Regions from separate parts of the Mus musculus genome. Here all the other regions are linked to region 1. Evidence: chromatin contacts called from public HiChIP or PLAC-seq data. All regions are on one chromosome and are shown on one strand. Each heading gives the region's core, a stretch centred on a gene start, on an enhancer-like site or on the middle of the called end of the contact. The rest is flanking DNA. Distances are from core to core; before and after follow the strand shown.

Region 1 (4,855 bases), core at 873-3,372:
GTGGTGTGTGTATGAATGTGTGTGCATGTGTACATGTCTGTACATGTGTGTGTAAGCAATGTGTGTATTGCAAATGCATGTGCATGTGTGCATGTAAGTGGTGTGTGTGTATGTTCATGTTTGAGTGATATGTATGACCATGTTTGTGTGGCGATGTATGTGTGTCCATGTCTATGTGGTGGGTGTGCGTGTATGTGAGTTCATGTTTGTTTGGTATATGGATGCACATGTGTGTGTGTGTGTCCATGTTTGTATGCTGTGTGTGTTTGGCAAGAGGAAATGCAGAGTGATGAGAACTGAGCTGAGTGATGCTAGTGTAAGGATTAGCATAGTACAAACACACTCACACACATATGCACACCACACAACCATACACATACCACTTATACACATATATACATGCCACACATCCCACACACATATACATACCACTTACACACATATATACACACTGCACACACACATATACATACTCATGAGTGAACTCATGCAAAGATTCTGTGTCTCTAGCCTGAACTGAGTGATGCTAGGGTGGTTGCTGGGCTGAGGGATGGCACTGAAGTCAGTGCTGAGAGGCTGTTGCTTAGCCAAGTGCTAACAGGATGGGTACTGAACTGAGTCCTGACTGGGCGGGCCCTCCAGGCAAGTTTCCATGCTGTCTAGGGAACTATTCTTGTCTGGGGAGCCTTGAGCAGCCCAGTTCCCTGGGTCTACATGTAGCAGAGGGTAGAAGCAGCTGGTGTTTAGGACCATGCTTTAGAATTTGCCAGGCCCCAAATGTGTCCTTTCTCTGTGCCCTGGATTCCTCTGCGTTTATGGAGTGATCTCATTTAAATGGCTTGTTGTTCTTCCTCCTAACCCACAGGCAGCTGTTAAGATGCAGACAGCAAGGAAGACACCCCCAGTTTCAGTCCCTAGGGCTCTGTGGGATGGACACTAAGGTGAGCTGACTCCCTTGAAGGACTCAGGAGGCTGATTCCAGCAGTGAAGCCCAGTGTATGTGGTCTGTCCTCACACCACACCTGACAGCAGTGTAAATTCTTCTAACTCAAGGGACACTTGGTCTTTATTTGAGACAAGTCATTAGATTGGAAGAGCTAGTGAGCTCCTTGGCACCTTCCAGAGTAAATGTTGAATGGATGAATGGGCTCATTAACATCTTGCTTTGAGGTGTAGTCTCATGTGCTGTGTAGTCAAGAATGACCCGGGGTTCCTGATCCTCCTGCCTCCCAAGTGCTGGAATCACATATGTGTTTGCACACATATGGTTTAGGTGGTGCTGAGACTTAAACCAGGGGCTTCCTGCATGCTAAGCAAGCACTCAGCCAACTGAGCTGCATACCCAGACCTGGCCATTAGCAGTTCAGAATCTTCTGCCAGCCTTGTTAGCTCCATGGGCTCTCTAAAAGTACAGAGAACTCAGTGAGGTGCTTACAGGATCTTCTTCTCCAACTCTCTGTGTTAGCTATACTCCAGGAGTTCTCTAAGAAGCAGGAGAAAGATGTATACGTAACCTCCTATGGACACACAAAGAGATACACAGATACATACACACACAGGCACACACACACACAGATACATACACACACAGACACACAGAAAGAGACGCATATACACAGAGACACACACACAGATACATACACACAGAGATATATCCACACAGACACACAGGCAAACACACAGATACATATACATACAGACAAAAGACACACACACAAATCCTGTGCCCCTAGCCTCTGGGAAATACACTGGCTAATTAATTCTCTCAGGCAACTTTCTGGCCTAGGCTGGCACTGCTTGAGCTCAATCTAAAATGGGTTTGGTTCATGTTGGCAGCTGCAGGCATCACAGACTTCACATGTGTGGGGCAGATGTGGCGCCTCTGGGAACTCACTTGCTGGTGGGCAACAATTGTGGAGGAGAGCCCCATACTATCCAACTTCTTTTCTTTAACTTTCTAGATCTGAGAGCCCATCTGGATTCTTCCTCAGGGTCCCGAGGCATCTGGGAGGCAGCAGTGGAAGGGGACAATTGCACACACTGTTTCTGTGTCTGCTTAGTGTGGAAACCTCTCCACCGTGTTATCTTGTGTAATACCCACAAGCCCTTGCCAGTGGGGAACGCTGTTCCCATTTCACAGTGAGCAAACAGTAGCTCCCAGATGCTAAGTGACAAGTGACAGCGTTGCATGAGTCTGAACTGAGACAGGCTTTTAGTAAGGGGTGACTTGGGAACTTGGGCAGTAGCCAACATCTCCAGGGACAAAAGACCTTTGTCTTTTCTTAAACCTGTCACCTTGCCAGGCCTGGTGACACAGGTCTGAATCCAGTTGCTTGGGAGACTGAGGCAGGAAGACTATATGTCCAAAGTCTGCTTAGGCTGTAAAATGAGCTTATAGACAGTTTGGAAACTAAAGAGACTATGCAGGCCCCGGGGATGTGGCCCAGTGGTACAGTATTGCCTAAAGGCCCTGGGCTCGCTCTCTCTCTCTCTCTCTCTCTCTCTCTCTCTCTCTCTCTCTCTCACACACACACACACACACACACACACACACACTTGAAACAAAACAAACAACTCACGTACCCAGAAAGGCCAAGCGGGATAGATTCCCCAAATGGAGCCTGGCACCACAGGTCCCCAAACACCCCCACAGCACTTAAAGTCACCAACTTCTAAAAGCACCCACACAATCTGGGCTAAACCCTGGGTTCCCATTTCAGTTGACTTTGAAATATCCAGGGAACAAGGCCCAACTTATTTTAAGTTCCAGCTAATGTTTTTCAGGTTCCAAATTACAGACTACTAGTGTCTAATGGGGCTGTCTGGATGCAGGATGCTTCCCACAGGCCACTCTGGCTTCCCTACTGGATCTATGATATGATATTGTATTCAGAACAGTCATGGATTTGGGTCTGCACGGGAACACGTGTTCAGAGACCAAAAAGTCGCCAGTGAACATTGTGTCCCAGAGAACAACAACAACAAAAGAACAAGACACAAGTTCAGGAACACAGGACTGTAAACAGGTGAGCCTCCTCCATCCCTGCCACCATGTGGGTGGGTCAAGTGTCCCTGGGAGAGATGCATGCACATAGATCTGGGAGTTTCAGAGAATCTTCATACCCATGACTCCTCTGAGACCCATGTGTTTCACTGGGCCTATCTGATAAACGAAGAACCCAAGCACTGATAGATTAGGGGTCACCCAAGTCCCAGATCCAGTCATGAAGATGAATGACTTGTTCCCTTTCAGATCTGAACTCATCTACTTCACGATGTGTGCTGCCTCTCAGGACAAAAGGCTGAAGTGTCATGGTCGGATCCCTGGCCTGGAATGCAACCTCAAGGCCCCAAAGAACAGGAGCCTCAGTTTGCCAGATGCCTCGTGGCAGCCACAGTGTCCCCTTGGAGGAAGGGAGTTGCATCTGTGGCAACCCTGTGGAAAGAAGTGGCTTTTGGCAAGCTATGTGTAAGGTCACTTGTTGACAGTGTGGTGACCGAGATGGGGAGGAGACAGGGTGAGGCAGAGCCCTGGCTGAGCAGTCCCAGACATCTGCTTCGGAGCCATGGATAGGATCGAGCCTCTACGATCCTTGCGCACAGTAGAAGAAGGATGGCCCTGTGGTGGAGTGTGGGGACAGTGGGGTACTTCCTGAGGCCAGTGTTCTTAGAGTGTAGCTGTGCACATCCTGGTGACTGTCACTTGTGTGTAATATATAGTCAGTGGCCTCAATGCCATTCTTAGCTATATAGCTCATGGTGGTACTGCCCTGACTGTGGCTAGTGGCTGTGGATAGAGGTAGGTGCTGGCTAGGATGAGGCTCCTCACTTCTCATGTTTCTCAGACTACCTCAGGGATGGCCCCATGAGGCTGTGATCTCAGGAAACTACCTGACAGTGTCCTCTTTGGAAAGAGTCCCTTAGGACCCTACGGTGCAGAAGGCCCCAGTGTCTATAATGCTTGCTGCCTGGGCAGATATCTCTGATCTGACCCTACACTCAGTCTCTTCAGCCCCAGGATTCTCTGTTTGTTGTGCTGAGACCCAACAGACAATGCAGTATTTTTCCAAACAGTTGGTCCTCAGATAATCCTTAAGGGAGAAATCAGTACCTCAGACTGCACTAGAAGCACCTCATGGGGTAGGCATGTTATTTTTCTCCATGAGGAAATATATGCTCATGGAATCAGTATGGGTGCTGCAAAAGAGGACCAAAAAAGACTCCTGTCTTCTTTACCCTGAGACTTCCTCTTATCTCCTAATGTCAGCTGGGGGAGTAGCTGGCTGGAGAAGTAGCTGGCTGGAGAAGTAGCTGGCTGAGGGAGTAGCTGGCTGAGGGAGTAGCTAGCATACACCAGGGCCCCTGCCTCACCTTCTGTCACGCTTCAATGCTTCAAGTCCTTTTCAAGACAAGATGGGCAGCAAGGAAGAGAGTGACCTGGAGGGTAGACGCCACAGAACATGTCCAGCATACTCTGCCTGGGCTCACTGGTCACTGTGGACCTGGAAGGCCACAGAGAAGGGCCACAGGAGCACAGCTCAGCATGTGTTCAGGACCTCTCAAGTCTTAGAAGCTAGCACCTAGATACCATGTGGCCTCCTTGTTCTTCAGAGAGGTGTCACTCTCTGAAGCCGGCATCTCCCTTCATTACTCTTTTCCTATGTTTCCCCATCCTTTCCTCCTCGTCCTCACCCCACCCCCACTTTCCCCAGGTTGTCTTGGGGCTGTTCCCACCCTGCCCCATTGCAGCCTTCACAGAAACTATCCTGCACCCTGCCCTCTGCCCCCTGCCCCACCCCAAATCCCAGAGCACCCAACTTCTTCCAAAGAGCCATTTCACATCTGAAATTCCCCC
Region 2 (4,855 bases), core at 1,340-3,839, 210 kb before region 1:
TTCTAAGTCTTCTGTGGTGTGTGTGTATTGTGTGCAGGTGTGCTTGTGTACATGCATGTGTGTCCTTGTATATATGAAGGCCAGAGATCCATGTTGAGTGTCTTCTGTTCCTCTTCACCTTATTTTTCTAGAATATCACCAAGCCTGGAGCTCACTGTTCAGCTACACTGGCATCCCAGGAGCCCCTCTTGTCCTCTGCCTCCTTAGCACCAGGATGTTCACATAACACCATGCCATGCTCTCCCACCCCCACTTTCTCAAAATGGGTTCTGGGGACCTGAACTCGTGCTTGCGCAGCAAGGAATTCACCCACTGAGATATCATCTCATCCCATTCCTTTCAGTTTGAGACAGAGTTACCTGGTTCAGGCTGGCCTTGAACTTGTGACCAACATCTTCCTACCTATGGGACCAGAGAGATGGCTCAGCACTTGAAAGGGCTGGCTGCCTTTCCAGAGGACCTGAAACCATTTCCAGCACCTATACAACAGCTCACACTTGTCTGTTACTCCAGTTTCAGGGGATCTGATGCCTTCTCCCTATCATCATGAGCAGTAGGAGTACACGGTCATGGTGCACAGATATACATACTCAAAAAATACCCATGACATAAAAGTAAAGGAAGAGATTCCTCTTTGTACTCGGATCATAGGTGTGTTGTCTCATGCCCAGCTGAGACGGTGGCTTTTGTACTGATTCTTACAGAGATGTCTCCTTGTGTGCTGATGTTCCCAGCAAGCACTTGTGAGTTTGCTTGCCTGAATGCATGGAATTGATTAGACACTGTGCACATGCCCGGATGTATACATCTCTGATTATATTGCCAGGGATTGGCATTTACCGAACAGTTCAGAGCTCTAGGCTGGGGGTGCTTCTGAGTCCCTAGGTAAAGTCCCAACCCTTTTTTCTCTCCAGGTAGCTCAGGCTGGCACAGACATCCTGCACTGGCTCACTGGGCCACTTGATGGCAGTGTGAGAATTGAGAAAAGAGGCTCTTGTCTTGCAAATCTTAGCAGCTCTCTCCCAGTGGCCACTTCTACCTCTGCAGCCACCCAAGCCAAACAGAAAGCTCTCTGCTCAGTCTACCGCTGTGCCCTGCCCCTTGGCCAGATCCAGGCCTCCACTCACAAGCTCTCCGCTCTCCCCTTTCCTGCCCCAAGCTGACAGCAGTCCCTCCTGGTTTTACTTCAGATTTTTGTGTTTTAATTTTAATGTAATTTTTTTTTTTTTTTGAGACCCGATCTAACTCTGTAGACCAGGCTGACTTTGAACTCGCAGAGATCCGCCTGTCTCTGCCGCCCAAGTGCTGGGGCGATACACATGTGCCACCGCCTTCGGCTCTTTGTTTTTAAAGTGTTGTCATCTGTGTGTTTCAGAGTCCCTGGGAAGAGGAGCAGAAAATATTATAAGAGCTGGTGGCTTTAGAACAAAAGCAGAAGTGCCTGAAATCCTTCTGGCCAGGGAGGTTGTTTTCTGGAAGAAGGAAATGGCAGAGAGGGCAGAGGAAAGGCAGAGGTTGGGGGGCCAGATCATATGGGGGTCACTACAGGAGGGTGGGGGGGCAGGGTGTGGGGACCTGCTGCTCCATTGTTGGGGAATCTGACACTGGGTTGCATCTTAAAGGCTGTCAGTTCTTGCCTCCCAGCTCTGGTGACAAAACCCTGCTGGAAGGGTTAAGGGCATCAGCACAAGGGCTGGCCTCTGGTTTGTAAACTGGCCTACCAGCCTCCCTCCCTCCCTCCCTCCCTCCCTCCCTCCCTCCCTCCCTCCCTCCCTCCCTCCCTCCCTCCCTCCCTCCCTCCCTCCCTCCTTCCCTCCTTCCCTTCCTACCTGCCTGCTTGCCTGCCTTTTGTTTCTTTTCTGAGACAGGGTTGGTTTCATGTAGCCCAGGCTATCACTAAACTCCTGATCTCTCTTCTTCCACCTTCTGAATGCAGGGATGATAGGTACCTACCATCACACTTGACTAGTTTCTTCCTCCCATAGGCAGATGGGATGGCCAGGCATGCTAGGAGGCTGAGGCAAATGAATTGTAAAGGGTTAGCTTAGGCTACACAGTGAGTTCAAGGGCCAGCCTGGTTTTAAGAGTGAGGCCCGGTCTCAGCCATCACCTCCACCCTCACAAGAGAGATGCGTGTGAGAAGGCCGAGGGAATCCACAAGTTGCCCACATCTTTCTCCCAAGACTTAGGCTGACAGCACTGCCCTCCCACCTAAGGAGATCGCAAGGAGATAGGCTGTGGCTCCTAAGGAATTTGCTGTGGGAAAAAATATTTCTCCAAACGATGACCAGGAAATATTGTCCTGACCAAGGTTGCTGCATGTGCTATCTTGGAAGCATGAGCTGAGGACTGAGTGCTATGTGATCTTCAACAGGGCCCAGTTCTCAGGCTCAGAACAGCCACCCCACACAGGCCACTAAGACCTCACTATCTCCCTTGGTTTACATTGCCATGCTCTCCTGTAGGACAGCCTTGACCTTGAGCAGGACCTAGGCTGGCTGGCTCAGCCTGTATGGAGGTGGGAGGCCACTCTCTGCTGACTCAGACCTGGCCTAGGGCAAGTTCATGCCTCCAGCCTGTGAGTAACACACTGGTGTTTCAGCTTCAAAGGCCTTCCCAGGATTAACCAATTAGTCACCCAGGAGAGCCACAGTGCGGGTTACTGTTGTCTTCACTAGGCTGGAACTGAGGGAGGGAGGGAGTAGGATCTCACTGCAGAGCAGCAGCAGCAATGAGGTGTAGGGTGTCCCACAGCGTGGGAGGGACAGGATGAGGCAAGATGGAGTTGGAGCTGATCACTGAATGAGAGTGAGAGACCTGGGGGAAGTCTCCGGGTCGGGGAGTGGGGGTTCTGGAGAGTCATGGTTCCATGCAAGGAACATCCTTCTTGGGACTGGGGAGATGGCTCAGCAGGTAAAGTGTTTGCTATGTTAGCTTAAGGACCTGAGTTCAGATCTTCCACAGATTACAGATCTTCCACACCCATATAAAAAGCTGGGCTTGTTGGGTCACATGCCTGTGACCCCAGAGCTGGGGCTGAGACATGGAAGACAAGAAGAGCTTTAGAGCTCTCTGCCCAGCTAGTTTAGCCAAAGCAGTGATGTCTAGGTTCAGTGAGAAAGTGTTGCACAGTAGAGAAAGGCTCTAAAGTCAGTGTCTGGCTTCCATCCACACACGCACACAGATGAACACACTTAAACACACACACATGCACAGATGAACTCATTTGTACACACACATACACACACTCATACAGATGAACTCACACACAGATGAGCTCACACACTCTCACACACAGATGAACTAACTCACACACACACACATACACAGATGAACACACTTACACATGCACAGTTAAGTTATACCCATAAGCATACACTGACACAGATGAACTCACACACACATGCATGCACTCTCACACACACATACACACAGATGAACTTACACATATACACACCTACACACATGCACACACACACATACAAGCATACACACACAGGTACTCACACATGCACACACACACACATGCACACAGACATGCATGCCCGGACACACATGCATGCATGCACACACATGTGCACACACAGATGAACTCACTTCCACACACACTCACATGCAGAGGAGGGAGGAAGAGGGGGTGTTGGTAGGGGAACTGGCCCATGAGGGCCACCATGTGTTCTCACCATTGCAGCCCAAACTTATCCTGCCCTTCTGAGCCTTCCTGGCAACTGTAGCAGGAATCTTGGAACAGTTTTTGGTGTGTGTGTGTGTGTGTGTGTGTGTGTGTGTGTGTGTGTGTGTCTGAGAGGGGGGGGGAGGGGAGGGGGAGAGAGGGAGAGAGAGAGATTCTTTTGGTGCAGGGAGAAACTTTTGAACCTTTGAGAGAGTATTTCACATATCCTAGGCTGACTTTGAACTTGCTCTGTCTGTAGATGGCCATAGTCTTGAATTCTTGATCCTTCTGCCTTCACCTCCTGAGTGCTGGGATTACAGGCGTGTGCCATCACATTCAGTTGAGTGTGAGGATTTGGGGACTGAGGGATCATAAAGACCTGCCACTCAAGTATCTTGCACATAACTATTGTAATATGGCCACACATGTGTCCCCCTCAGGTACGTAGTGAAGAAGGTGGGGTTCTTAGAGGAAAGTTAGTGTCTTGGAAGCTGATCGGACAAGCCCTTCTGTGAAGTCTCTCCACAGCTGCTTTTTATAACCTTGGCATCAGCATGAGCTTGGCAATGCCAGCACAGTGTAGCTGGAAAATATTTTCTGCCATTTGAAAACACACACACACACACACACACACACACACACACACACACACACTTGGAAAGGGGAAGAAGGGGGGAAAAGAACCCAGCCAACAACAAACAGAAGTTGTGAATGGTACAGAATGTCTTTGTGGAGTGCTTCCCACCCCCATTACTGCTCCAGTTCATTTTCTCTGCTGCCGATTTTAGAAGGTCAGAAGTCATTGTTGTTGTTAGGCTTTGCCAGTAGAAATGTAACTCTAAGAGAAGAGTCATGTCATAGGCTGTGGCCAGAAAGCCTTTGGAAAGCTGCTCTGGTGGGAGGTACACCTTTATCTGTGAACAGAACCCAGGTATTTTCTGGTAGGTGCTCTAGGGTGGGCCTGCCTCTCAGGAACTCAGGCTAAGGGAATCTCCAAAGCGCCCCCTAACAGGAAAAAGGGTTGATGCACCAAGCTGTCAGCTGTTCCATGTGACTCAGAAACAGAGTCCCTGTTGTTGACGGCAACCCGTAGAGAGGTCTAGATAAGGCTAAACTTGCCCGCTCACAAACTCCCTAACTTGGAAGAAGTGAAAGCTAGGAAGGACAGTAGCCAGGTCAGTG
Region 3 (4,855 bases), core at 1,580-4,079, 180 kb after region 1:
AAGAGAGTCCAGGATACAGTAGAGCTCGTGGAGACCATACAGTAGAGTTGAGAGGGAGAGTAGAGCAGCCCAGAGAAGGAGACAGAGACAGTTTTCCTGGGAGAGGTTTACAGAGACAGATAAAGACAGAATGAGCAAGAGAATGAAAAGGAGCCAGAAGATTAGAACATATTACTAAAACTAGTATGAGGCCAAGCAGAGTAATTCAGAGGCCAAGAGAAAGACCAGGTTGAATAGTCAGTTGGGAGACGAGGTTAAGTTGAGCTTAGCCAGTGAGTGTTCAGAACTAGAAAAGGTGAGCGCATTCAGCAGCAAGTCCCTGAGGCTGAAAACATTCTGGGCTTATTAGATTGTACAGAAGCTAGAAGGACTAGACCTAGGTTAGCAGACAGAGGCAGTAAACCTCCCAGACAGCAACTAGAATAGGAAAATAAAAGTTACTTTTATAAACACCCTTACAGAAACACCTAGGACAATGAGTGACCGTACTATGGCCCAGTCAAGTTATCATACAATCAACCACAACTGGCTAAGTTGCAGTTGGCTTATTGACTTGACAGGATCTGGAGTCGCCTAGGAGCCAAGCCTCAGAGGACGCCTGTAGGGAGTTATCTAGATTAGGTTAACTGAGGTGGGAAGACCCACCGCAACTGTGGATGGAACTAAGCCATGGGCCGGGGTCCCCGACTTCATAAGAAGGAGAAAGTGAGCTGAACACCCGTGGTCATCTTTTTCTACTTCCTAACTGTGGACACAATGTGGCCAGGTGCCGCAGGCTCCCCAACCCCACCATGTCTCCCTTGCTGTGATGAGCTGTACCCTCAAACCGTGAGCTATAAGCTGTTCTCTCAACACATGAGGTACCCTCAAACAGTGAGCCATGATCTATACCCTTAAATCATGAGCCATGAGCTGTGCCCTCAAACCGTGAGCCATGAGCTGTAACTTCAAACTGTGTGTCGTGAGCTGTACTCTCAAATGGTGAGCCATGAGCATGTCTACCATCATGTCAATTCACACACACACACACACACACACACACACACACACACACACATGTCCACCATTTTGTCAGTTCTCAAAGCAGCCTGTAAGAATATATCTGGACCCTCAGGTCTGAAATTAAAAAATAAAAAATAAGCAGAGGACTGGAGTGACTTGCCCCAGGTCACATGACCTGTGAGTGGGGAAGGCCAGAGTGGATGCCATTACAGGATCTGGATGCCAAGGGCTAATCTATGCATGATGCATGTGCCAAGCCCACTTTATGAGCTTAATATGTCTGGTTTATCTGATTTTCTAAATATGTCAGTGAGGAAGCCACCACCCATTAAAAGTCAGGAAAACTGAGGAGCACTGTATATATCACCTTGATGGTCGCTGGAGGTCTTGGTATCCATCTATCTCTTACCTCCAGCTTGACCCAGGCGCACTAGCTCAGTGGCACCCCTTGGTCCAAAGCTACAAACTGACCATCATCCAAGGAGACACTGCTGTAAACATGGAAAAATGGAAAACAGAAATTCTCAACATGGGCAGAGTTTCCGGAATGAGGCTCGGTCCCTGAGATCAAAATCACTCCTCAAGGTACCATATCCTAGCTTGCCAGGAAACTCTGAGTCTGCTGCCCCCAGGAATGTCCATCTTGACTCAAGGAGATCCCTTTAGATTCTGTCCCTATCTCTTGATCTTGATGATGCTTTCTCCAGGACCTTCCATATTGGAAAAGACACCCTCGACTGAGCACCAGGCCAGGTGCAACTCAGGGGACAGGAACTGAGATGGAGAAGAAGGTGGATTCTGCCCCCATCTCTTGAAGCCTGGTTCATAGAGCTGGGAGTGCAGCTCCCACATGCAAGGGTCCAGGCTTGAGATCTAACCCCCACCCACTCATTTACAGACAGATCCAGCCTGCTGTTCTGCACTGGCCTTTCCTCCTTACCCCAGCCTCTAGGTAGCACTTTAGATTCCAAGCTGACTCAGCACCTACTGAGGTCACAGCCTACAGCTCTGTGGATAAGAAATCAAGGACCCCAACCTGAACAGACAAAAGAATGGGGTGAGGGCAGCCATCTGGAAAGAGCTATGCCTACAAAGGCCTGAGAGGACAGGGGTTGGAGCAGATATGGTTCCCGGTGCCCTGCCAATGAGTACATGGCCCCCTGAATAAAACCTCTGTAGTTCTGGAGATCTTGTCGGACCTCTGAAAACAGTTGACCATGAGTCAGGGTCTTTAAGATGTTCCAAACAGGACCTAAGGCTGGTTCTTTGTTCAATACAGAGATTTCAGGTATGTGTGTGTGTGAGTGTGTGTATGTGTGTGTGCTAATGCATTATACATGTTCATATGCACATACATACATGTGTGTGAATGTGTGTGAAGGTCAGGGGTCTGTGGGTGCCTTCCGTATTTTACTGTTTTGAGACAAGTTCTCTTAATGAGCCTAGAACTCATCCATTAGGCTGAACTGACTAGCCCAGTGAACCTCCAGGAGATCCTGTCTTCATCTCCCCAGGACTAGGATTACAGGGGAATGTCATCATGTCTGGCTTTTTATATATATGTTCTGGAGATTCAGATTTACTCAGCAGACACTCTGACTGCTAGGCCATCCATCCCAGCCCTTCAAAGGATTTCTAGTCCATGTGAGAATCAGGAAGAAGTCTTTGAAACATCAACGGCATCTCATTCCCAGGGAGGAGAATTATCGGTCATGCAGGGTGGCATGGTAGGAGGCAAGGGGGGAAGTGATGAAGGGCTGGGATTAGGGCTCTCCCCAGGCAGATTTATGAATCACTGCTCCCTGCTGCGGCACAGTTCGTGGCTGCTTGCCCTAGCCTCTCTGATTTTAGCCTACCCGCCCAACCAGAGTATTGTAGCATGGCCACACCCACTACCTCCAGCAGGGAATCTGAGCTTCCTTATCCCTCTGCCCTCTGCAAACCAACTCTCTTCTTGGCTGGACCTGTTCAGAACGTCCTGGGTACCACATCAGGCTCTAACATGGGCTCTGGTGATAGGAACTCAGGTCCTCATATTTACACAGTAAGCACTTTACCCACTGAGCCACTGGCCCATGACATTTATCAGCAGTGTCTTTGAGTGTAATCATTTGTACTTGGGAGAGGTCCCCTCCAAGTGCCTGTCTGTGCTCTGAGGGGTGGGGCTTCAGAGCAAAAAGGGCTTTGACAAGTGCCAACTACAGATGCACAGGAGGATGAGTCCCGTCTTCTCCCTCTTGTCCTCGCAACCAGGGAGATGACAACAAGACATCTTAAACTCAAAAGTCAGTTACATCAAGGAAGTAGCTGGAGTTGCTTGCTTGTCCTTCTCACAGAGTTGCAGGAGCCGGTGGCAGCTCACAGGGTGAAAGTTGGCTTGTCAAACAAGCCCATTCAAGCTTGCAATACCGCTGTCATTTGCCCAATGGGCTTATGATAAAGAGCAAGATGGGGAGAAAAAAATCTGCCCAAAATAGTGCCCAAGAGAGATCTAAGTCAGGGCAGGACTGGGAGCCAGCACGGCCCACCCTGCTGGCCCTGCGGCCGCATGGCTGCCTGGAGGACCTGTTCTGACAGGGATGGCATGTTCCAGAGCAGTGACCTCACTTTTCAGCACCAAAGAGGCTTGGAGAGGAAGAGCCGCTGAGAGCCCATCTGTGAATCCCTGAAGAAAGCAAGGGAGAACAGAATTTACACTGCAAACTTGACTTTGCAAACAGCGTGTTGAGACAGCCCTGTGGGCAGACAGGGTTTGCTGCAGGCCTGGGACTCGCCCGAGGCTGATGCAGGCTGGAGAGTCATCTACAAAGAATACAAGGAATGTACTCACTTCTTTCTGGAGCCCATGTCAGTCCTTCCTTGCTCTCTTTCTAGGTCTTCACTATCTGCTTCCTTCTTTGGACAGAACTCTGGGGGCAGGAAAGAGAAAGCCAGAGCCTCTCAAGCCCAGGTGAAGACAGAGGCCACTCTGTCCATTCTGGGAGACCCTAGACCCTGGTGGTAGGTGCTGTGAATTAAAGGGTCATGTTCCTGGTCATGTCTGGAGCCATCTCTCAGGAGGCAAAAGGCAGGATGGCTTCTTAGTTCTTCACAAATGGGAAGTAGTGAGGTCACATCTGAATGCAACTTCAGCCCTTGATGTGATGAATGGCACTCCAACTGCAGTGCATGGTGCTCCAGCTGCAGCGCATGGTGCTCCAGCTGCAGGGCATGGTGCTCCAACTACTTGTATGGTGCTTTAGCTGCAGTGAATAGCACTCCAATTGCAGTACATGGTGCTCCAGCTGCAGTACATGGTGCTCCAACTGCAGTGCATGGTGCTCCAACCACAGTGCATGGTGCTCCAACTACAATACATTATGCTCCAACTACAGTACATGGTGCTCCAATTACAGTGCATAGTGTTCCATCTGAAGTGCATGGAGGTCTTGGTAGTGAGCCTCCTTGACATGTGGGTATCCTGAGTTCCAGTTTGTGGGTAAAACAGTGACCCTGCTAGGAAGTGTTCCTGATGGGAGACATAGTGGGATCTTGGGTCTTAGTCCAGTGTCACTCATGAAAGAAATAGAAATTTCCCAGCCTGCCCCAGAGGCAGTGGCTTTGGGTAATTGCAAGCTGTGTTCAAATTCCCAAGTGGATATTAAGGTCCCAATCTTCCCTGTTATTGTCCCTTCACCCACTTGTCATAAGGACGACAACTTATGTTATAGACTGGATTCCTCCTCCCACCCCCAGTGCTAGGAGTGAAGCCTGAGGCCTACCCCTAAGCTATGTCCCTAGCTCCATGAGCTAGGTCTTATTTTCTTAATTAGTGTGTGTGCTGTGTGAATGCATGTGTGTGTGTGTGTGTGTG
Region 4 (4,855 bases), core at 1,105-3,604, 180 kb before region 1:
CTGTCTTGATATGGTGACCTCGGCTGACGTCAATGCAAGCCATGCCAGGCCAAGGGCTCCACTCAGGAAGCTTGTAAGCGATACTGAAAACAAATTTGCATTTTTTCCCCCTTCACAAGAACTCAGCTACTCTCTGCTCCACCAAGAAGTTGAGCTGTTTCCATTGGGCTCTGTACAGCCAGCAGGCTTGAACAACCCCAGTTCCAAGCTCTTGGAAGGCTAACTCTGCTTTTCTTTTTTATTTTCCTTTAAGATCCAGCCGCCAAATTCACGTTCCCTTGCTCAAGGCTGGAAAACCTGGCAGGCTCACACTTTTCTGCAGCTCTTAGGAAACAGCCTGGCCAATGGTCACTTTAAATGGAAAACAGTCCCAACTCAGAATTTCAGTGTTTGGGCCAAGATGTTAGTCAGAACTCTAAATTTTAACATCTCATTCCCTTCCCCGCTCCAGCTGAGCCTGCTTAGGCCTGCATGGGAAAGGGGCAAGGCTGGTTGTCCCCCAGACCCTTCTTGTCTGGCTCTGTTTCCCATTTCCCTGCTTAAAAGGTTGGAGGAAGGCAAGGGGCCAAAGGGCCAGGGCAGTCCTATGGGGTGGAGAGGGTTTGAAGGGGGTGGCATTTTTGAGTATGGCTGAAGTAGATACCTGCCCCCGGCCCTTCTCTAACCCCCTTCTGTGTGGCCACTCGAGACCTTTTCTACCTTCATCTTCTTCCTGTGCTGGGAATGGAGCCCAGGTCTTTGGCTAGGCAAGGGCTCTGCCACTGTCTGGTATTGCCAGCCTTTCTTACTGAAACAAGGTCTCATTGGGCTGTCCTTGAATGTACTCTGTAGCCCAAGTATGCTTTGTGTTCATTTTCTTCCCGCCTCAGCCTCCAGAGTAGCTAGGATGGTAGGTCTGGGTCTCTAGACAGGGCTTACCTGTGGTTCCTCCCTGTGGGGTTCCTACCTTTTCTGGTAGCTCCATGACTCAGGCACTCAGTGGTCCATACTAGCGTTCTCTCTTGACCCAGACCCTGACTAGACTGGCCCTGACAAGCACTGAGGCAGAAATTGGCCCAACCCAACACTTGCTTCTGGTTCTGACACTCAAGCAGGTAGTCGTCAGCTTCTGTATAATGAATGATGTCCTCTTGGCTGCTGTCACAAAGAGACATAAGACAGCAGTTTGTTCTCTCGCGGTTCTGGAGGGCAGAAGTTTGACGGCACTTTCGTTTGGCTGTGTCCACGGAACTGCATTCCCTCCAAGGATCCAGGGAAGGACCCACTTTGATCCCTTCCAGCTGGGGGTGGGTGGGGTGGGGTGTTGTCTGCCATTGATTAGTTTGTGGCCTCAGCTCCTCAACCACCACTTCCCTTAGGCTCCTGTGTTTGAACGCTTGGTTGCCTACAGATGGCGCTGTTTGGGAGGTGTGGAAACTTCAGAAGGTAGAGCAGCTCAGCTGGAGGGAGTGGCTTGGTGAGAGTGGGAGTGGTGGTGGACTTTAAGTTTTAAGAGCTACCCTCTTCTGGTTTATGTATGAGGTGTCTTCGTCTGCCCATGCTCCCATGCTTGGTCAGCAGAGACCTTCTTGCTCGAAGCTCTGGAGGCTGGAAGGCTGAGGTCAACGTTTCTGTGAGGTTCCTTTCTCCAGAGGCTTTTCGCTGTGGTGCTTTCTGACTGCGCGTGGGATGTGACTATCCACCTCACGATTGTGCCGCCACAGTGGCAAGCCACCTTTGCCTCCTGCTCTCCTTCCCCTCTGTGGTGGATTGTATCCTCTCGACTGTGAGCCAGAATAAACCTTTCCTCACCGAAGCTGCTTTCAACAGGTATTCTGTTGCTTTCAACAGGTATTCTGTCACAGCAACTAAGGAAGTAATTGATACACTTGGCCTCTGTCTTTTTGTTTGTTTGTTTTGTTTTTGTTTTGTTTTGTTTTGTTTTTTTTTTGTTTTTGTTTTTCCGAGACAGGGTTTCTCTGTGTAGTCCTGGCTGTCCTGGAACTCACTCTGTAGACCAGGCTGGCCTCAAACACAGAAATTCGCCTGTCTCTGTCTCCCAAGTGCTGGGATTAAAGGCGTGTGTCACCACTGCCCGGCCTCTGTCTTTTAAGTACACAAGTCATTGTATATGGGGGCTTTTGCCCTTCTCAGTTGTGAGGCACCTGGGATAACTGTTCTATCTCACAGTCCTTATTCGTATTTGCAAAGACCCATTTCCTTAGAAAACAAAACCAACCAACCAACCAAACAAACAAACAAAACCCCCACCAGATTCCTCACATTTACAGGCCTCAGGGACCTTTGCCAGCCTACTGCAACCCTATTTAGACTCTGAGGTCCTGGCTGGCAAAGGGCCTAGTCTTCTCTGCTCTCATTAAAGGGCATCCTGGGGTAAGCTCTGCCACAGTCTGATGTGCAGGGACAGTCCCCACTTCCCTCTAGGGAGCATGGATTTCTCCACAGACACATTCCTCAGAAGAGCCTCCCCTCAAACTCTGACCCCCAAGTGGCTGGCACCTTCCATTCTACAAGGGAAGGGGAGGGTGCGTGGCGGCTCCAGACTCTACCCTGCTGCAAGGGATGTGGCATGCTCTGTCCAGTCTGTCACCTTTACTATGGGGATATTGGTGGTGATGATGCCCAGATTTGTAACCTGGGCTGTGCAAACACCAGGGAACACAGAGAGGGACCACCAGGAGGCTGTGATCAGCCACAACTCACCCCCTCACAAGCCTGCCCCCCCAACCCCCCAAGTTTCCAGGCTTGCGTTTGTGCTCCTTGAGCTATGCCGTTTGTTCTCCCTCGTGGCTGACCTCATTCTGTTTTCTTTGCCAGTGGTTGAATGACGCAGGCACTGCCATGTGACCATGAGATGCTAATGACAAGCAAGGCAGACACAGACATCCTTCTTGGGGCTTGCAGCTCATGAGGTGTGCTGAACCAGAACTCTCCTGCTCTGTGACTTAGCAGTCTGTGATTTGATAAGGAGGCCCTGCGTGTATGAGTGCCGCCGAGACGGACAAGCTGGCTTGGGAACAAAACACACTTATGTTTTAAAACTCGGTCCAGCTTTTTGGGGAGCGGGGGGGTGGGGGTGGTTAGAGGGAGGAACAGATTTGTTTGGGAGGCCCTGGAATGTTCAGATAATAAATCCCTTTATCTCTTCCTCCACCTTAGCAATGGAAATGAGCAGCCTGTCTCTGGGAGGCTAAAGGAAGGATTTTTTTTTTTTTTTTTTTAAAGCACCAGCCTTGGGCTAAATCCCTAAACCAGTGTACAGGGCTGGATATGGTAACCTTCATTCCCAGAGTTCCACGGGGGAAACTGCATCTTCTAGAAGAGGAGCTAAGAAGCGTCAAGGGTGTGCAAAATGGCAGTCATCAAAGGCTGAGCTCGCTCAAGGGTCTTACAGAGTGTCTGGGTTACTACTTTCTTTTTTTGAGGTGTTTCTATCACTCCAAGCCTTCCATCAATGACTGAACACAAATTTCAAGTCTTCTCCTAGTCTGTTACCTTTTGTATGTGTGGGTGCACATGCACGTGTGCAGGTAAGATGCATGGGTGCAGAGGATGACCTCAGGTGTTATATCACAGGCGCCAGTCGTCTTTTTGTTCTGAGGCAGGGTCTCTCACTGGCCTGGAAATCATCTAGCAGGTTAGGCTAGTGAGCTTCTCTGGGTCAGGCTGATCTCTACCTCCCTAGCACAGTAGTCATCACCACACTCAGCTTTTTTTAAAATGTGACTTCTGGGAATTGATCTCAGATCCTCATCCTTGAGTGACAGGCACTTGAACAATTAAGCTAGCTCCTTGGTCCTCATCAGATTCTTGGTTCTCTGAACCAATTTACTATTGCTTTAAATGAGGATCTTGTCTGGTGCCTTTTATTTGGGTAACTGAGGAAGATTTGGGGACAATCTGAGAGGCAGATTCCCTTCAGCATGATCAGACTGGATTAGGTACTAAGGCTCCCATAGCAAGACTGCATAGACCAGGTAACTTAAAAAGCAAACATTGATGTCTCAGAGCTTTAAAATGTACACACCACTCATGCAGTTGATTCTTGGTACTTGGGCCAGGTGTCTCACAGTTGCCTATAATTCCAGCTCCAGTGGATATGACACTTTCTAGGACTTCCATGGGCACTGCACTGATGTACACAAATCCACAGACAGGCAGGCAGGCAGGCAGACAGACAGACAGACAGACAGACAGACACATATATCCTATCATACTTCTGGGCATTGAGAAGAGTGTTGGCAGAGCTGATTGGTTCTCTTGAGGCCTCTCCCCTTGGCTTGATACTAGCTGTGGTGTCCTTGTGTCTCCATCTGGCCTCTATGTACACCTGTGTGATGGTTTGAATATGCTTGGCCCAGGGCATGGCACTATTTGGAGGTGTGGCCTTGTTGGAGTAGGTGTGTCACTGTGGGCATGGGCTTTAAGACCCTCATCCTAGCTGTCTAGAAGTCAGTATTCTGCTAGCAGCCTTCAGGTAAAGATATAGGACTCTCAGCTCCTCCTGCTCCATGCTTGCCTGGACTCTATCATGCTCCCGCCTTGATGATAATGGACTGAACCTCTGAAAGGTATAAGCCAGGCCCAATTAAATGTAGTCCTTTATAAGACTTGCGTGGTCATGGTGTCTGTTCACAGCAGTAAAACCCCTAATTAAGACAACTCCTCTTCCTTCCCTTTTCTTATGAGGAATGCAGTCAGAATGCTGAGGGCCTCATTCCAATCACTGCATTGAAACCTTTGATTTTTTTTTCTTTTCTCATTTTGAAATAGTCTTGCTATGTAGCCTAGGCTAGCCTCAAACTCATGATGATGATCCTTTTGCCTCTGCCTCCTGAATGCTGGGGTGTGCTAC
Region 5 (4,855 bases), core at 1,029-3,528, 160 kb before region 1:
TCATCTATCTGTTTGTCTGTCTCTCTATCTGTCTCTGTCTCACTCTATTTCTGTCTCTCTGTCTCACTATCACTATCATCTATATCTCTATCTCTCTGTCTCTCTCTCTTTCTCTATCTCTCTATCTATTATCTATCTCTCTACCTCTCTAAATATCTATCTATCTATCTATCTATCTATCTATCTATCTATCTATCTATCTATCTGCAGTGCTAGGGAGGACTGAGCAGCACCCTAGCCTGGAAGAGGCTTTTTCCTGTGGGTCTCAGGCTCAGACTCTAGCTACCATCTTGTTCTCTCTGTGTTCACTTGGGGCTGTGTTGAGGTGGAGATTTTGGGTGACAGATCTATTTGTGTTGGAAAGTGGTGTTGGCAGGAAGGTTGAGGGCACCCACTTCTCCACAGTCCAACCAGTTTCCTGTCCAGCTTCCTTCTAGTGGCCCAGGGCAGCATTCCAGGAGGGCACAAGCAGAAGATATCAGGCTCAAAATCACATGCTATTAACTAACATGTGACTCCTTATGTATTCTTTTCCAGGGTCTCACTGTGTAACCTACGCTGGTCTCATTTATGCAATCCCCCTGTCTGAGTGAATGTTGAGATTACAGGCAGGTGCTGGAGATGTTACCTCTATTAAATTTTATCTGTTTTAGCCACTCGCAGTCTGGCTCCAATTCAGAGAGGTCCAGAAAGGAGCCTTTAACTCCTTCACCAAAAAGGAGTGATTTGTTGTTGCTTCCACAGAAGGGAACTAGCTCTTGTGTTTTCTGCATGGTGCGTTCCACTTGATCCTTAGTGTGGTCTTAGAAGGAGGTCTTTGAAGCAGAGTGGCCAGGGTCAATATTCAGCCTGTCTAAGGATCTGAAACCAGAAGGCAGAGGCTATGATGAAGCACCATGACCAAAAGCAAGTTAGGGAGGAAATGGTTTAGTTGGCTTGTTTCCACATCCCATCCATCACTGAAGGAAGTCAGAATAGGAAGTTAAACAGGGAAGGAACCTGGAGACAGGAGCTGATGCAGAGGCCATGGGGGCGTGTAACTTATTGGCTTGTTCCCCATGGCTGGCTTAGCCTGCTGCTTTCTTATAGAACCCAGGAGCACCAGCTCAGGACAATCAGCAGGGCCCTCCAACATCATTCACTAAGAAAATATTCTATAGGCTTGCCTACTGCCCAGTCTTATAGAGGCATTTCTCAATTGGGGTTCCTCCTTCTCAGATGAATGACTAGTTTTTGTCAACTTTACATAAAATTACTCAACACAGCAGCCCATCCTGAGCTTCCCTGTGTGTGTGCGTGTGTGTGTGTGTGACAGAGAGAGAGAGAGAGAGAATGTGTATGTGTGTTTGAATTTAAGTGTGTATGTGCATGTATGCATGCATATGTGTATGTGTATGTATGAGTATGTGTGTAATTGTGTATGTATGTGTGCGTATGTGTGTGTGCCCATGCATGTGTGTGTATGTGTGAGTATATGAGTATGTGTGTGTGAGTATAAGTGTATATGTGTATGCATGTGTGTATTTGTGTGTGTGTATATGTGTATGTGTGTGTATTTGTGTATATGTATGTGTGTGTATTTTTGTGTGTATGTGTGAGTGTATATGAGTGTACATGTGTGTAAGTATGCATGTGTGTCTATGTGTGTTATACACATGTTCAAATGGGTATCTTGTGTGTTCCCATGTACATGCATGTGTGTGCATTTGTGTTTGGAGGCCAGAGGCCATCCTTGAACATTGTTCCTTAGGAACCCTTCACTTGCTTTTTGAGGCATGGTTTCTCAAATGCTTGGGTTTGCCTATTAGGCTAAGCTGATAAGCCCCAGGGATCTTCCTGCCTCTACTTCCACCTGTCTCTGCTTTCCCAGAGCTGGATGACAAGCACATGCCACCACAGCCAGGTGCTGGGGATCAAAGTCAGATCCTCATGCTTGCATAGCAACCACTTTACTGATGGAGCCATCTCTCAGCCCCTGGGCTGCCTCTCCATAGCCAGGAGGAGATGTGGGCACTAGGTAGAGTCCGGGTCAGGGAGGAACAGGTCCTTTTATCTCTTTCCACCATCTGAGACACACTACCTGGAAGCCAGTAGGATGATGTAATCATAGACCTAGCAGGATGATGGCCGCTTCCTTGTGTGGGTGGGACCACCACATCACCAAGCCGGGGAATCCCATTGGTGACAACATAACATCTTTTGAGCTGACATGGCACCCAGTGGCCCCACACTGGCTCCGCGTGACAGAATCTCAGGGAGGCGTGTGCAGAGCTGGTGACAGGGCAGTCATCTGCAGTCACCTCCAGGGGACTTTGTGGTTGATTCTCTGATGATTCATTTCTGACCTGGTTTTAACACTGTGACTCAAAATGTACCACTTTCATTAAAAATAACATTCACTGGGGGCTAACGGCTTTCTGTTTTCTATGCTTCACTGTACGGTGTGACTTCTGTCTGGGAAGCTGGCAGGTGCAGGCGAAGGCTTCAGAGGGACCCGAACAGAATCTCGAGTGATGGCACTGGGCCACAGACTCTAAGAGGGCTTGATGCTGGTGTGTGAGTGTGTGAGTGTGTGTGTCCTGAAGCCTTCACTCTGAACCTCTAATAGGGAGCTCACATCGACTCCTCAGGAGCTCTTCCTAGACTTGTGATGCAGAGAAATGGGGGCTTCCTTCAGCCTGCAAAACAGAGAGGCCTCCCATTCCACCCAACTCACTCAAAGAGGGACATGGAGGGGGTGAGAGAGAGGAAGAAGCAGAGGGTAGGGGTGGGGGAACCCCAGCTGCCCGTGGGACTGCATCAAAACCTGCTGCTTTCTGTGAGACGCCCAGCCTTTCTGGTTTGGAAAGCCAAAGTTTTGGGCATCCTTTACCTCTTAACTTGAGGGGGGAAAAGCATAGAAAAATGCTCCCATGAGCATCCTTCAGGGTGGACGCCCCCTGGTGAGGCAGTCTTTTAGATTGTGCTCCTTCTTCCTTTTGTGTGTGTGTGTGCATGCGTATGGATGTTCATGTATGTGCATGCACATGTGTGTGCATGTATGTGGGGTCAGAGGCCAATCAGTCTCTCAGGTGCTGTCACCTTATTTTGAGATAGGATCTTTCACTAGGCTGGAACTTACTGAGTGGGCCAGGCTGGATGGCCATTAAACCCTGGGGTTGGTGGGGGGGGGGGAGGCCCAGCTGTTGGTTCCTCCCCAGTTGGAAGCTTACAAGCTGAGCCCCATGCCCTGCTTTTAAATTTAGGCTGTGGGGATCAAACATGGGTCCTCCTTCTTACACAGCAAGCACTTTATAAACTGAGCTGTCTCCTTAGTGCCTTCATTTGGAGTTTAATTTAATTTGATACTTTTTGAGACAAAGTTTCACTATGTAGCCCAGGCTGGCCTCAAACTTGCCCCAATCTTCTTGCCTCTCAAAATTGAGATTACAGGTTTGAGTTACCTTGCCTGATTAAATCTTGGGTTGTTGTTGTTGTTGTTGTTCTCCTTCTCCTTCTCCTTCTTCATGATATTAGAAATGTCAGAGTAGGGGAGAAGTACAACCAAGGGGGTGGGTGGGAAATGATTGTTTCACGATGACAGCAGCTAATTAAGAGACTGGTTGTTGTGTGGGGACAGTGCTGTAGCAATGTGAATATTATTTTCCAGAATGTTATGCTAAGATGGTATGTTTCTTGTATGTTTCTATTTTCTCCTTTGTGTGTTTTGTTGCAGTAAAAAACCATTGGGAAACATGGTCTGGGAAGATGCTCAGAGAAGTGTTTACCCCACAAGCTTAAGGACCTGAGTTCAGATCCCCTGTGCCCACATTAAAAGCTGTGTGTGGTGACACACACTTGTCTGCAATCCCGTGTTGGGGAGGCTGAGGCAGGAGAGTATCTGGGGCTTGTTGGCCAGTGAGTCTGTGTCTAGCCAGCTGGTAAGATCTGTGATCAGTGAGAGACCATCTTGACTAGTAAGGTGGGGAGCAGCCTAGGAAGACATCAGATGTCAACCTTGGCCTCTACACATGCAAGGACCTATGCTCCTTCTCATGTATGCTCACACACGTGAATGTGCACACACTTATAAAAAGGTGGTCTTGGTTGCACGGTCAGGTCTGGCCCTCATGGAAGATCTCCAAGATTCAGCCTCTGCAGCCCAGGTTGGCTCTGCATCTAGAGTCTTCCTGGGCTACCAGCATCTGGGGAGGGGGGCAGAATATCACCCTTTGGGGGCACTGGTACTTTTTGGCATGGTTTCTTTTGGTCCCCACCTCCCATATTTCCCAGAGCCCTGGCCAGGATTCAAATCTGCTCTGGGATCCCTGTCCACTTCCTTTCTCTCTTCTGGTTCACTGGCTTCAGGCTGGTTCTCCCCAGATGAGCCTCCTCCATCCTTCCCATAGGCACTGCTAGGTGATTTGTCCCTGTGGAAATCGAGAATCAGACTATTGGAGAGACAGCTTAGTGGATATGTGTGGCATTATCCAAAGTGCTCTGTCCTTTGTCTTTGTCTTATCACAGACCAGGGGCACCGTGGGACCAACATCACAGTTTGGGGGAGCTTCAAGCCCGGAGCTCTGGGTCTCAGGGGGTTTGGCTGCATTGCTTGGCCCATTTCCTACCACCCCGCATGATAAGGAACTTACCCAGCAAGTTAGGTTTAAAAAGTTAGGCCTGTGCTTTCAGTTTTGGAGTTGGATTTTTTGTTTGTTTGTTTTAAACAATGGAAGGCAACATGAATATTGACCAGTGGGAGCCAGAGTTTTGGGGTTCAAATCCAGGATCTGCTTCTGTATGGCTTTATAACCTCCAGAAAGGGGCACGGTGTGTCTGGGCTTTGTGTTGTTTCACCTATAAAATGGGGCTGGGG

What was found. HiChIP or PLAC-seq counts read pairs in DNA pulled down with a chosen protein or histone mark.
Region 2: an H3K27ac HiChIP or PLAC-seq map of acute myeloid leukemia shows a contact between it and region 1, with 2.2 times the contacts expected there. The contact joins two enhancer-like sites. A contact is called at or near these places in 2 of 15 datasets of contacts at CTCF or cohesin (the NIH/3T3 cell line and large pre-B cells), 10 of 484 Hi-C or Micro-C datasets (B cells, the C2C12 cell line, CD8 T cells and 7 more), 7 of 115 datasets of contacts at active chromatin or transcription factors (the HPC-7 cell line, acute myeloid leukemia, double positive thymocytes and 4 more) and 1 of 9 other capture datasets (embryonic stem cells).
Region 3: a contact with region 1 is called in a FOXA1 HiChIP or PLAC-seq map of pancreatic cancer cells. The contact joins two enhancer-like sites. A contact is called at or near these places in 3 of 484 Hi-C or Micro-C datasets (nephron progenitors and uterus) and 2 of 115 datasets of contacts at active chromatin or transcription factors (microglia and pancreatic cancer cells).
Region 4: a FOXA1 HiChIP or PLAC-seq map of pancreatic cancer cells shows a contact between it and region 1. The contact joins two enhancer-like sites. A contact is called at or near these places in 1 of 15 datasets of contacts at CTCF or cohesin (the NIH/3T3 cell line), 10 of 484 Hi-C or Micro-C datasets (CD4 T cells, double positive thymocytes, embryonic stem cells and 1 more), 6 of 115 datasets of contacts at active chromatin or transcription factors (embryonic stem cells, fibro-adipogenic progenitors, heart atrium and 3 more) and 1 of 9 other capture datasets (embryonic stem cells).
Region 5: an HNF4G HiChIP or PLAC-seq map of pancreatic cancer cells shows a contact between it and region 1. The contact joins two enhancer-like sites. A contact is called at or near these places in 1 of 15 datasets of contacts at CTCF or cohesin (the NIH/3T3 cell line), 7 of 484 Hi-C or Micro-C datasets (double positive thymocytes, embryonic stem cells, erythroblasts and 2 more) and 11 of 115 datasets of contacts at active chromatin or transcription factors (the HPC-7 cell line, effector CD8 T cells, embryonic basal ganglia and 8 more).

What each region holds. Positions count from the first base shown.
Region 1 is chr8:126,705,013-126,709,867 of GRCm38.p6, reverse strand. No RefSeq gene overlaps it. Among named protein-coding and RNA genes, the nearest start is that of Gm31603, 22 kb to the left of the region's middle. Within about 2 kb of position 2,122, at least 48 of the 459 cell types and tissues checked have an H3K27ac peak or open chromatin away from gene starts, as enhancers often do. A contact at or near this core is called in acute myeloid leukemia and pancreatic cancer cells, where this site is marked.
Region 2 is chr8:126,917,190-126,922,044 of GRCm38.p6, reverse strand. No RefSeq gene overlaps it. Among named protein-coding and RNA genes, the nearest start is that of Gm31718, 11 kb to the right of the region's middle. Within about 2 kb of position 2,589, at least 161 of the 459 cell types and tissues checked have an H3K27ac peak or open chromatin away from gene starts, as enhancers often do. A contact at or near this core is called in acute myeloid leukemia and pancreatic cancer cells, where this site is marked.
Region 3 is chr8:126,530,460-126,535,314 of GRCm38.p6, reverse strand. No RefSeq gene overlaps it. Among named protein-coding and RNA genes, the nearest start is that of Gm51605, 32 kb to the right of the region's middle. Within about 2 kb of position 2,829, at least 71 of the 459 cell types and tissues checked have an H3K27ac peak or open chromatin away from gene starts, as enhancers often do. A contact at or near this core is called in pancreatic cancer cells, where this site is marked.
Region 4 is chr8:126,882,325-126,887,179 of GRCm38.p6, reverse strand. The region is part of intron 1 of Gm31718 (a long non-coding RNA gene); the gene reads left to right. Among named protein-coding and RNA genes, the nearest start is that of Gm31718, 24 kb to the left of the region's middle. Within about 2 kb of position 2,354, at least 153 of the 459 cell types and tissues checked have an H3K27ac peak or open chromatin away from gene starts, as enhancers often do. A contact at or near this core is called in pancreatic cancer cells, where this site is marked.
Region 5 is chr8:126,865,219-126,870,073 of GRCm38.p6, reverse strand. The region is part of intron 1 of Gm31718 (a long non-coding RNA gene); the gene reads left to right. Among named protein-coding and RNA genes, the nearest start is that of A630001O12Rik, 19 kb to the right of the region's middle. Within about 2 kb of position 2,278, at least 100 of the 459 cell types and tissues checked have an H3K27ac peak or open chromatin away from gene starts, as enhancers often do. A contact at or near this core is called in pancreatic cancer cells, where this site is marked.